Regions from separate parts of the Capra hircus genome. Here region 1 is linked to region 2. The links are chromatin contacts, called in public Hi-C maps. All regions are on one chromosome and are shown on one strand. The core of a region is the stretch at or near the end of the contact, and the rest is flanking DNA. Distances in the headings are between cores, read along the strand shown.

The links. Hi-C and Micro-C count contacts between places; a contact is called where the count stands out from the background.
Region 1: a Hi-C map of blood shows a contact between it and region 2, with 9 times the contacts expected there. The contact joins two enhancer-like sites. A contact is called at or near these places in 3 of 5 Hi-C or Micro-C datasets (blood and liver).

What each region holds. Positions count from the first base shown.
Region 1 is chr13:59,582,172-59,587,679 of ARS1.2, forward strand. No RefSeq gene overlaps it. Among named protein-coding and RNA genes, the nearest start is that of SLC52A3, 7.9 kb to the right of the region's middle. Within about 2 kb of position 3,805, at least 5 of the 5 cell types and tissues checked have an H3K27ac peak or open chromatin away from gene starts, as enhancers often do.
Region 2 is chr13:59,452,328-59,458,686 of ARS1.2, forward strand. RSPO4 (R-spondin-4) reads left to right here. Exons shown (of 5, transcript XM_005688332.3): 5 at 2,619-4,310. The coding sequence ends at 2,722. Among named protein-coding and RNA genes, the nearest start is that of RSPO4, 36 kb to the left of the region's middle. Within about 2 kb of position 2,709, at least 1 of the 5 cell types and tissues checked has an H3K27ac peak or open chromatin away from gene starts, as enhancers often do.

The sequences.
Region 1 (5,508 bases), core at 2,555-5,054, 130 kb after region 2:
ATGAGAAATGGTATAAATAGAAATGAAGCAGAATGAAAAAGCAGGTGTGAAAAGAAAGGGGGCCATGCTCACTCAGCATGGTCAGTGAGCCAAGCCCTCTCCCCTGAGGTGAGACAGGAAGGGTAAGAAAGAGGCAGTCACACAGTAACCTAGAGGAAGGAAGAGCAGAAGCAGCCTGTGCAAAGGTCCTGGGGCAAGAATGAGGTGACTCCATTTGAGTCCAAAGCCAGTGGCTGGACTGGAGGCAGAGGAAGAGCCTGACATTAAATGGTTGAGAGTCTGTAGGCCACAGAGAGGAGTTCTGGTTTTAAAGTTTAAAACGTAGCAGTTTAACGTCAAGATTGGGAACTCAGGGATCAACCAGTCAAGGTTTCAAATCCAGCTCTACCACCTGGATTGGGGAAGTTCCTTAAAGTCTGAATTTTCAGTTTCCTCATCTATAATCAGAAGAATAATTTCACCTACATTGTAAGGTGTTACCCTAAGTACCCAAGATAATGCCAGCAAAACCCTGGCCAGAGCCAGGCTCAATAAAACTGTGCTATTCTAATGGGAGTTCAGGCAGTAAAGAATCCGCCTGCAATGCAGGAGACCTGGGTTTGATCCCTGGGTTGGGAAGATTCCCCTGGAGGAGGGCATGGCAAGGCATTCCAGTATTCTTGCCTGGAGAATCTCCATGGTCAGAGGAGCCTGGAGGGCTACAGTCCATGGGGTCGCAGAGTCAGACACGACTGAGGTGACTTAGCACGTGCTAATGATGATATATAGAGATTATACAGCACAACCACAGAAGCTCCTGATAGATCTTCACAAATCCTGGCAGAGAGCACACGCACTTGGGCTCTGGAGCCAGGAAGCCAGCTGTGCCAGCTGCCAGCATGAACAATGAGGGCATCCAACAGTCTTCGGAGGTTAGGGAGAGGCCAGCATCTGAGGGTAGGGAACAGACAAGCCTGAGGGTCAGGCTGGATTTGGCCAAGGCTGAGCCCCATCAGCTCGGCACTCCCAAATCCTTCAGGTTTCAGGAGGTGGGACACGTTTTAAACCTGAAAATCCCAGAATTTTAAAATCCTGAGGTCAAATCCTTAGAGTCTCCTCAGTCTGGAGTCCTAGATGTGGACTTCCCTAGTGGCACGGTGGATAAGAATCCGCCTGCCGCCACAGGAGACACCAGAGACGCGGGTTCGATCCCTGGGTTGGGAAGATCCCCTAGAGGAGGGCATGGCAACCCACTCCAGCATCCTTGCCTGGAGAGCTCCATGGACAGAGGAGCCTGGTGGGCTACAGTCCGTGGGGTTGCAAACAGCTGGACACGACTGAAGCAACTTAGCACACAGCACTTGTTTCTATCCATGATTTTTTTCCCCAATATTTTTCTGACTGTGGCAAATGATACTCCACCCCATCCCACCTGTGCACGTGACACATGGGGAAACCAAGGCCTAGAAAGGGGAGGTGACTGGCCTGGGTCCCAGTGAGCAGGCAGCTGAAGCGTGAGGACCCCCATGCTGACCAGGACAGAGGGTGGAGGCTGAGAGGGGTGCCTTGGGTCTCCTCGGGGCTGGGGCCTCTCCCCTCCCCCACCCTGCTGCCTGTGAACCTGGAGGGTCAGGGCCTGACAGATGGGATTTTTCAGCGGAATAGTGTTCTGAGAGTGAGGGGCCTTTGTCCTCTTAGCGTCCCAACCCCAGATGGCAAAGCCGGGCCAGAGTGCTGTGGGGAGGCGGGTGGGGGGGCGCGGTGGCGTGAGGCTCCCTCTGGAACTGGAAGGTCGTGGCCCCAGAGACAGAATCTTTGTGGAAACTTAACACCCAAGACCCTCCACCCAAGGGCCTGGCGCAGGACTTTTCCGCTTTCAGCTTGAGCTCCTCAGGCCCGTCCCACATTCAGTAACTCTGATCCCGACCTGGAAAGGCTCATTGCTTTCTGAGTCCTTTCCAGGTTTCCTTGCATGAGCGAGTCAGTCCTCTCTGCTGCTCTGTGTTCAACACCAGTGCCCACTAAGCTCCAGCGCAACAAGCAGACCGCGGGCCTCACGTGCAGCCTGGCCATCGCACCGGCCTGGAACACTGTCCCCATTTCCAGAAGTATTGTCCCCATTTCTGGAGGCACATTCCATTTATGACAGAATATGCTTGCTTTTCATTTCATGTATCAAGAAGTTTCCTCTTATAAGAAGTCCATGGTCAACTGTAACACACATTCTCGGGATAACCAGGGAAATCAGTTGTGGACTAAATATTAGATATCAGAGAACTATGAATATTATGAAGTGCAACAGTGATCCTGGAAATGGCCTTACTTTTTGGAGATGCAAACTGAAGTATTTGGGGACAAAAATTGAGGATATCTACAATTCACATTGATATTTCAGGAAGAAATAGGCGAAGCTAATATGGAAAATGCCTGTGTTTCATCTGGGTATTGGGTATGTAGTTCATAATGTCATTCTGTATTTTTCTCTGTGTCTAAAATTATTCTAATGCAATCTTTTCTGGTTGACTTAGAGAAAAAAAATCGTTAAGAAACAATCATCATGGCAGATCCTGGGTATAGCCAAAACTGTGAACCTGCCGTGAGAGTGAAAGAAGCCGGGATAAGGCGGGAAGAACATTCTGGGTTGGGGAAAGCCAGCCCTGTATCTGGGAAGCTTGGCCCTCCTTCCCTGGGACCCCCTGATTCTCCCCACAGGGCTGGCTTCTGGTTCTCTGAGCAGCTCCGGGGGCCTCACCACTGACTGTCCCCTCCCTGGGACATCTGCTCTCAGGTTTGGGGCCAGGCAGGAAGCCAACAGCTTTACTGTCCCTGGGGGCCCCCAGCCAGTGAGCCAGTGCCTGGGGTGGGGGAGGGGCAGGGCACAGTCCCTTCACACCAGACCATCCCCCACCTTGGGACGTGGGCCTGGGCCCCTTCCTCTCGTTGTCTAGCTCACTAGGCAGACAGGGAAACTGAGGCCCAGGCCTGACCCTGGATCTTCCTAAAGGACCCAGGACAGGGTCCTGCAGAGGAAGAGGTGGAGAGAAGGTCTGTGGGCACAGAAAGGGTCAGAAGCCGACCTCTGACCCCCAGCCAGTCAGGGTCATGGGTGGGGGATGGGACAGGACCCCAGACATGTGAGGAGGTGAGGGTGAGGGCTCAGTGCCGCCCCCCAACCCCACCCCCAGTCCCCCGGACAGGAGAGGGTCCTGCCTCCAGCAGCGGCAGCCAGGTTCCCCCTCACCTGTCACTCACACAGGGCCCCGAAGGTCACTCTTACTCTGGGGCTCAGCTGTCTGTCCTCAAGCTCTCCTTTTTCACAGTCAACAGATATTTCCTGAGCTTATCTGTGTGTCAGGCACAAACTAGATACCAGGGCCTCAGCCAGGAACAAATCAGACACGGTCCCCACCCTGGTCAAGCTGAGGCTGGTGGGAGTCAGAGGCCAGGCAAGACACATAAGAGGACAGGGTGTAGCCCGGCATCAAGGGCACAGTGAGGACAGCGGGAGCAGCTCATGGAGGGAGACAGGGACGGTGACTGGGCTGCTTTGTTAAGGGGTCACCTCTGAAGGCTGGGATTGAGCAGAGACCTGGATAAAGGGAGGAAGGGACCTGGGGTTGCCTAAGGAAAGAGCCCCGGGTTGAGGGAACAGCAAGGGCAAAGGCCCTAGGGCAGAGTCTGCCGGGTGAGCGACAGCAGGGAGGCCAGTGTGGCTGCAGTGGAGAGCTGGGAGGAAGGAAGCCAAGCTCGGTGTGATGGGGGCAGGACGGCAGTGGCGGCCCACAGGGAGGAACGGGCGGAGCCAGGCGGGGAGGGGTCTGCGCAGAGGCAGGACAGGCTCTGAGTCATGACGTGAAGGGCGGGAGCAGGTGAAGTAGGATGGCCAGGGAGGAGACGGCAGCAGAGTCCAAGCACGACGACGCAAAGGAGGCCAGACGGAGTGGTGGCAGTGGAAGGGACAGAGTGGCCAGACTCTATCCCGCAGGGTCGGCTGAGAGATCGGATGTGCGGTGTGGGGAAAACAGGAGTCTCTGTTCCTTGCTCTATCCCTGGTGCAGGGGCAGAGTTAATCCCAATCAGCAGTCATGTGAAAGAGCAGACAAAGCGAGGAAAGACCCCTGTCTCAGGTTCCCCCTCAGGTCAGGCTGGTTTTGTTTTGGTTTGTTTTTTCCCCCAAATCTGTCAGAAGGCGCTCTCTGGTGGCTAATGATCGGAACTGCAAATCCTCAGGTTGAGGGCCATAAAGAATTGCCCTTGTTCAGTCAGTCGTGTTCTACTCTTGACCCCATGGACTGCAGCACGCCAGGCTTCCCTATTCTCCACTATCTCCCAGAGTTCGTTCAAACTCATCTCCATTGAGTCAATGATGCCATCCAACCATCTCATCCTCTGTCGCCGCCTTCATTGAGTATGACCCCTGGAATAGAAAAAAAAAAAAAAATCAGAGACAGTGGAAGGTATAGAGTGGCCAGATTTCCACCTTTCACCCATTTTATAGATGAAAATACTGAGGCCCACCTACGGTTGAAGTCTCATCTCCGTATTGTTTTCCAATTGGGTATTGCACGAAATTCCCCACAGCCTCCCTAGACGCAGGGAATCCATCCTTGGTATTACTACATTCTTAGGAGGCATCATGCTGCCTCAGCTTTCATACATTCCAAATTAGTCCACACCTTCCCTACTTGGCTGGATGGAAAATCTCTATCCCATCTGGGCTGGAATTTCCACCTCCCTTCACTCCCGAAATCCTGCACCAGGGTGTCCAGTAGAGGTCAGTCTGCAGTGACCCATTGGCCACGTGCGTGCTATGTCACTTCAGCCATGTCCAAGTCTTTTTGGTCCCATGGACTGTAGCCCACCAGGCTCCTCTGTCCATAGGATTCTCCAGGCAAGAATACTGGAGTGGGTTGCCATGCCCTCCTCCAGGGATTGAACCTGCATCTCCTAAGTCTCCTGCACTGTTCCCATTCCAGCTCAGTTCTTCCAGCTTGAGCAGAGGATGTGCTCCCCTATCTTTACCCCATTCAGATGGTGCCACAATTCCCCCCACCTTTAACTTCTGATCCACCTTGAGCTGTCGTTGGTCCCCACACAGGACAGAGCCAAGGAGAAGAAAGGAGGCCCTAGGGACACTCTCAGCAGAGCGGAGGAGGCTCTCACCTCCCCTGAGCTGGGTGGAAAACCTCTATTGCTGCGCCACTAAGATGGCATTGGATGTTTCTTTTTTTCCTTCTTCTCCATTGTTTTCTTAAGTAGTTTTTAATTTTAGGTTACACAACTAACAGGGTTACAGATTCCTAGAAAAGTGAAAAACTTCCGTTAACTCTGAAAGTCCTCTTTGATCATTTCCCATTCCCCTTCCTATTCCTTGACCCCCTCTACACACATATACACAATCCCAAAGATAACTCCTATTGTCAATTTAGGTTTTTAATTTTATTATGTTTTTACAGTTTTGGCTGCTCCTATAGCGTATGAGACCTTAGCTCGCCTACCAGGGATTAAACCCAAGCCTCCTGCATTGGA
Region 2 (6,359 bases), core at 1,459-3,958:
AACAGGCAGGGAGTAGTGACTGCAGGACCCAGACCCCACGAAGCGTCCCTGTAGGGCTGCCTGAGGGCTTCGCTAGTGGCTCAGATGGTAAAGAATCCGCCTGCGATGCAGGAGACCTGGGTTCAATCCCTGGGTTGGGAAGACCGCCTGAAGGAGGGCATGGCAGCCCATTACAGTATTCTTGCCTGGAGAATCCCCATGGACAGAGGAGCCTGGTGAGCTACCGTCCATGGGGTCACAAAGAGTCGGAGGCAACTGAGTGACTCAGCACAGCACAGCCCGAAGGCCCCCACTAGCCACAGCTTCCTGGGTGTTGAGCATTGCCCTCCCCAGCGTCCACCTGCAAGTGTCAGCCTCAGACCCCTTAGGAAGACCAAGCTTGTCCTTTCCAGCAGGGGTTTGAGACCCCTTCAGACTGATACCTCCTATAATAAAGGACTGGGGACCTCCCCTTGACACTCTGAAACAAAGTTATGAATAATGTGACCCATTTGCACTGGTCATTAAAAAAGAAAAATCAGTATAGTACCTAGCTGGGCTTCCCAGGTGGCACTAGTGGGAAAGAACGTGCCTGCCAATGCAGGAGATGTAAGAGATTAGAGTTTGATCCCTGGGTCGGGAAGGTCCCCTGGAGGAGGGCACAGCAACCCACTCCAGTATTCTTGCCTGGAAAATCCCATGGACAGAGGAGCCTGGTGGGCTATGATCCATAGGGTCACAAAGAGTCAGACACGGCTGAAGGGACTTAGCATGCACCCACGCCTAGTGCCTAACTATAAGGAGAAACAAATTTCATTATGGCCGTGCTTGGGTCCAACACAGTACTGACTGAAGTAACGTCACAGTGAAGGCGGTAGCCGTCCACAGTCAGGGCCTCAGGCACCACCATGTTGCCATCAGAGACGCAGTTTCCCAAATGGCGACCAGTTCTCTGTAAAGTCCAACAGAGCTGTCTCACCTCCTGATTGACAGCACATTGGTGGCCCTAGAATAGCCAGCAACAGGACAAGTGTTCCACAGCACTTGGCATTCATTCACACACGAGACAGAGTTCAGCTCTGAGCGAGCTGATTCCTCGCTACGTGAAGCTAGGGCAGCCGCTAGGGAACTGGATGGGATGAGCCTTCTTCCGGGGGGACTGTCCCATACATGGTGGGCAGCTGGGGACAGAGGATGAGTTTGAGATGGGACCAGAGAAACGAAGATACCCCAGACCTGGGGACCCCCCCAGCAGCTCCTGTAGAAGAGTGTGGGGCCAGTGATGCAAGAAGGTGGCCTGGATGTGCAGACACTTTTAAATCAGAAATTTAGGGCTGTCCTTGGTCCCACCAGAGTCCCTGATAGCTCAGTTGGTAAAGAATCAGCTGGCAATGCTGGAGACCCCAGTTCGATTCCTGGGTCGGGAAGATCCACTGGAGAAGGGATAGTATTCTTGGGCTCCCCTGGTGGCTCAAATGGTAAAAAAAACCACTTGCAATGCAGGAGACCTGGATTCAATCCCTCAGCTGGGAAGATCCCCTGGAGAAGGGAAAGGCTACCCACTCCAGTATTCTGGCCTGGAGAATTCCATGGACTGTATAATCCATGGGCTTGCAAAGAGTCGGATACGACTGAGCAACTTTCACTTTTTTGCTCCCACCCATGCCTCCATCTTTTTGCTTGTTGATAATCTCTCACAACAGGAACAGCATTCCAGACAGAGGGCACAGCCAGTGCGAGGGTGTGGCAGTGGATGAAGCTGCCAGTGACCAGGATGGTGTGAACAAGGGCGGGGGTTGGGGTACAGGCCACGGAGACGACGTGGTCTTTTGCTCCACGTGAGCCAGGAGTCACTCAAAAGTAATGCCCAGAAGTCCAGCCTAGGCTGTGCCTCTGAGTAAGTGAGGGCCCTCCTGAGCCTCAGTTGCCTCACCTGAGAAATGGGACTTGTTTGTGTGTTTGTGTTAGACACTCACACCAGCTCCATAGGGGGCGGGGGGCACAGTGGGGTCAGGATTCCCCAGCAGGTCTGGGGTGTTCATCCACTCCCCACGGTGGGAGAGCCAGTGGGTACAGACCCCAGTGACAGCATCATATGGGGCATCCGGGCTGCCCTTGCCTCGCGGATACCCTGGAGATGAGATACACAGGGCACCTGGAGCAACAGCTGGCAACAGCAGGAGCATCAGCCAGATGCTGCTGTCACTGTTGTTTGAGGGCAGAGCTGGGCCGGGAGCAAAGTGGGGAGGTTGGTGCTGAGACCCTGGTGAAACGTGTTGCGTCTCCAGCAAAGAGCCGGGTAAAACTTGCGGTGAGTGCACATGGGTGGATCTGTTCCCCAACTCCTTCCAGCCCTCGAAGCCACCCTAGCTCTTGACAAAGGGGGCCCCACATTGACCTCGAGCCCTAAATGAGGCAGATGCCCAGCATGGGTGGTGCCCCACAAGTCAGTGCCCTCTTCAGCCCCTAAGGAATTGAGAGTGTCCGGTTTAGGGTACGTGATGCTGCCGTCCCAACTCTCAAAAGGAGTGGTTGTCAGGTCAGCACCCCTGTGTCATTCCGAGCCTGCTGCGGGGAGTGGGGCTACCCCTCGTCTGTCAGGATGGCCTCAGCAACAATACTCTGTGCTCTTGTTGCAGAGAGAAACCCCAATCGGAAGAAGGGCCAGAGAGAGCGGCGCCCGCGCAAGGACCGGAAGCTGGACGGCAGGGGGGATGGGAGGCCCCGGCCAGCGCCCACCTAGGCGCCCAGCCCGCAGCCAAGGCGTGGGCCACTTCAAGAGTTTGCTCTCACCCCTTCACTCTCTGGCTGTTCCGCCTCCTCTCCCTTCCCTGTTCTCTTTTTCTCGCTCACATCTCTTCTCTCTTTTCTCCTGCATTTCCCACATTTCTGCCACCTCGGCTTTCCCCTCCTTCCTACCCTTCCTTTCTCATTTTTCTGGCTTTCCTTTTATCTTTTCCTTTCCTCCTGTTTTTCTTCACTGTGTCCCCACCACCACCACGCACACACTAAGACAGAGACCTACTCCTGTGTACCCCGCCCCCTCCCCAACTCCTCACTCGCTATTCCTCCTTAAAGAAAGCGCACCTCTTTTTCTAGGTCTTTCCCCGACCCTCCTCAGCCCCGTTGCAGAGAAGGTGTTTCTAAGAGCAGGGCCCAGGCCACAGCCCAGGCAGGCTTGTTGAGTCTTGAGAGCCCTACTTCCACTCCAGAGGAGACTCCGGGACCCAGAGTTATGGGTGCCTCCAGCTCTAGCCAATACCTAGAGGCATCTCCACAGCCCCCAGCTTCCCTGGGAAGCCCCTGGAAGAGGCTCCTCGGGCTTCTGGATACCCCAGCTGGCCATGGAGGAGCCGGGATGGGGCCTCTGGCTGGACAGCCGAACTTGTACCGAGTCCACCCTTCTGGAAGCTTCCGAGTCCACCCTTCTGGAAGCTGCCTGCTGCACGTATCAGTGCTCCCTCAGCAGCCTCCCTCTCAAGGTGCCCTGGGCCCTGCTTCCCGAGCCCCTGGTCACCTATGTCCTGAGTCCCAGCTCATTCCAGAAGAGGCCATGCAGGCTGAAAGGAACTTTGAGATTCTCCAGGCCACTCCATTCCCTCCGGCTCCTCCTGTTTGTTGTACCTCTGAGGAGACTGAGGCTGAGAAGGCACTTGTCCAAGGTCACCCAGGGATCCCATGGGCTGTGCCTTCCACTTGCTCACCTGCTCAGCACACCCACAGCTGCAAGGAAGCCTTGGGAACCTTGGGGAGGTGAGGAAGGAAGTTGTCGAGTCAGGAGTAAGGGAGGATTCCCCTCCTCACCCCTGACACCCCAGCCTGTGGCACGCCCCCCAGCCGCCAGCCAAGGCCATACACCAGCAGGAAGAGCAATACAGGGCATCTCCTCACCGCCTGGCACTCCACCATCAAGGGCGTCCCTTTTCCTTTGCTCTCCTAACTCCCCAGAAAGTGGTGCTTCCTCCATTGGCATTGCCCGCAGCCAAGAACAAGGAGAGAATGAGGCCCCAGGGCCCCAGGGTGGCCTGGGAACAGGGGTGTTAGCGGGATGGAGGAGAGGTTGAAGGTGATGGAGAAGGACAGCCCCGCCCAGAGACAGCGCCCACCCTCAGGCTCCCCTCCACCCAGCACAGACAGATCCCCCATCCCTGCCTCCAGCAGACTCTGGGGGCCCCGTCCCCCAAGGCCTCACTCTTTGTCTCCCTGAGGTCCGTGAGAGCCCCTCGCCTGGCCAGGCCACTAGCTTCTCTTCTGCAAAAGTTTGCGCCTCTGAAACACTCTGTTGTTGTTTCAAGACCCCACTTTTTTTTTAATAAAGGGAAAAGAAACTCACAGATGCTTCTTGGGCATCAAGTGGTGTTGCAAAATCATGATCCTGATGAATTTGGAGTAATCGAACCTAAACCATGTAGGATGGTTTTCTCTGGAATGCCCGGGGACCAGAGGACCAGGGTGTGTAAGGGACTGGGTGGGGAATGGGCCCTCAGCCCCTCCAGGCCTCTCACAAGAAGGGGGCTCAGCCAGAGGCAAACCAAAGCTGTGCTCCCCTACTCCTGTACCTCTCAGCCCCAAGATCACAGGAGAGGCCCCAGGAACCCATCTGCGCCCCGTATGACATGTCTGGAGGGTCAGGGACACCTAGGAGGTGTGACCGTTCCACAGAGCTGTCTCAACTCCCTGGGCTCCTGTTGGCGGGGGTGGGGGGTGGCGGTTAGTGCTGGGAGGCACAGGTCCAAGTCTCACCTTGTCATCGGCAATCAGTGGGGTCAAGGCCAAATCATTTCCTCATTCTGGGCCTTAATACCCCCTTTTGATGGATTAAGAGGAGGCATAACTGGGTTAAATCCATTGCCTAACCTGGGGGAGGGGTCTTCTCAGATGGCTCAGTGGTAAAGAATCCACCCGCCAAGCCGGAGACGCAGCTTCCATCCCTGGGTGGAGAAGATTCCCTGGGGTAGGATATAGCAACCCACTCCAGTATTCTTGCCTGGAAAATCCCAGGGACAAAGGAGCCTGGTGGGCTACAGTCCATGGGGTCGCAAAGAGTCAGGTATGACTGAAGTGACTAAAGAGCAACAACAAAAACCTAGATGGCCTAACAGCACTTTCTGGTGCTTCCTAAAAATTCAGATTTCAGGGCCCTGCCCCAGACTTAACTAATTGTGAACAAATTTAGGAGCAGACAGTGAGAGCAAATTGACTACGCCAAATCCTTTGACCGTGTGGATCACGACACACGGTGGAAAACTCTTAAAGAGATGGGAATACCAGACCACCTGACCTGCCTCCTGAGAAATCTGTATGCAGGTCAAGAAGCAACAGTTAGAACTGGACATGAAACAGCAGACTGGGTTCCAAATCAGGAAAGGAGTATGTCAAGGCTGTATACTGCCACCCTGCTTATTTAACTATATGCAGAGTATATCATGTGAAATGCCAGGCTGTTTTGTTGAAGGACAAGCTGGAATCAGATTGCTAGGAGAAATATCAATAAACTCAGATATGCAAATGACACCACCCTTATGGCAGAAAGCAAAGAAGAACTAAAGAGCCTCTTGATGAAAGTAAAAGAGGAGAGTGAAAAAGTTGGCTTAAAACTCAACATTCAGAAGACTAAGATTATGGCATCTGGTCCCATCACATCATGGCAAATAGATGGGAAACAATGAAAACAGTGAAAGATATTATTTTCTTGGGCTCCGATGCAGCCATGAAATTAAAAGATGCATGCTGCTTGGAAGAAAAGCTATGATCAACCTAGACAACATATTAAAAAGCATAGGCATTACTTTGCCAACAAAGATCCGTCTAGTCAAAGCTATGGTTTTTCCAGTAGTTATGTATGGATGTGAGAGTTGGACTATAAAGAAAGCTGAGTGCCGAAGAATTGATGCTTTTGAACTGTGGTGTTGGAGAAGATTCTTGAGAGTCCCTTAGACTGCAAGGAGATTCAACCAGTCAATCCTAAAGGAAATCAGTCCTGAATATTCATCAGAAGAAGCTGAAGCTCCAATACTTTGGCCACCCGATGAGAAGAGCTGACTCATTTGAAAAGACCCTGATGCTAGGAAAGATTGAAGGCAGGAGGAGAAGGTAATGACAAAGGATAAGATGATTGGATGGCATCACCGACTCGATGCACATGAGTTTGAGTTAGCTCTGGGAGTTGGTGATGGACAGGGAAGCCTGGCATGCTGCAGTTTATGGTGTCACAAAGAGTTGAACACAACTGAACTGAACTGAAGTGAGAGCAAATGCTCATTCCAAGATCAGACTGGGGGTGAGGGACACTCTCAGGTGACTTCCAGTCCCAGATTACTAGGTCTAAAGTTCAGTTGACTGCACTTCTGATTCTGATCTCAAGGTGTAAACTGATTCTA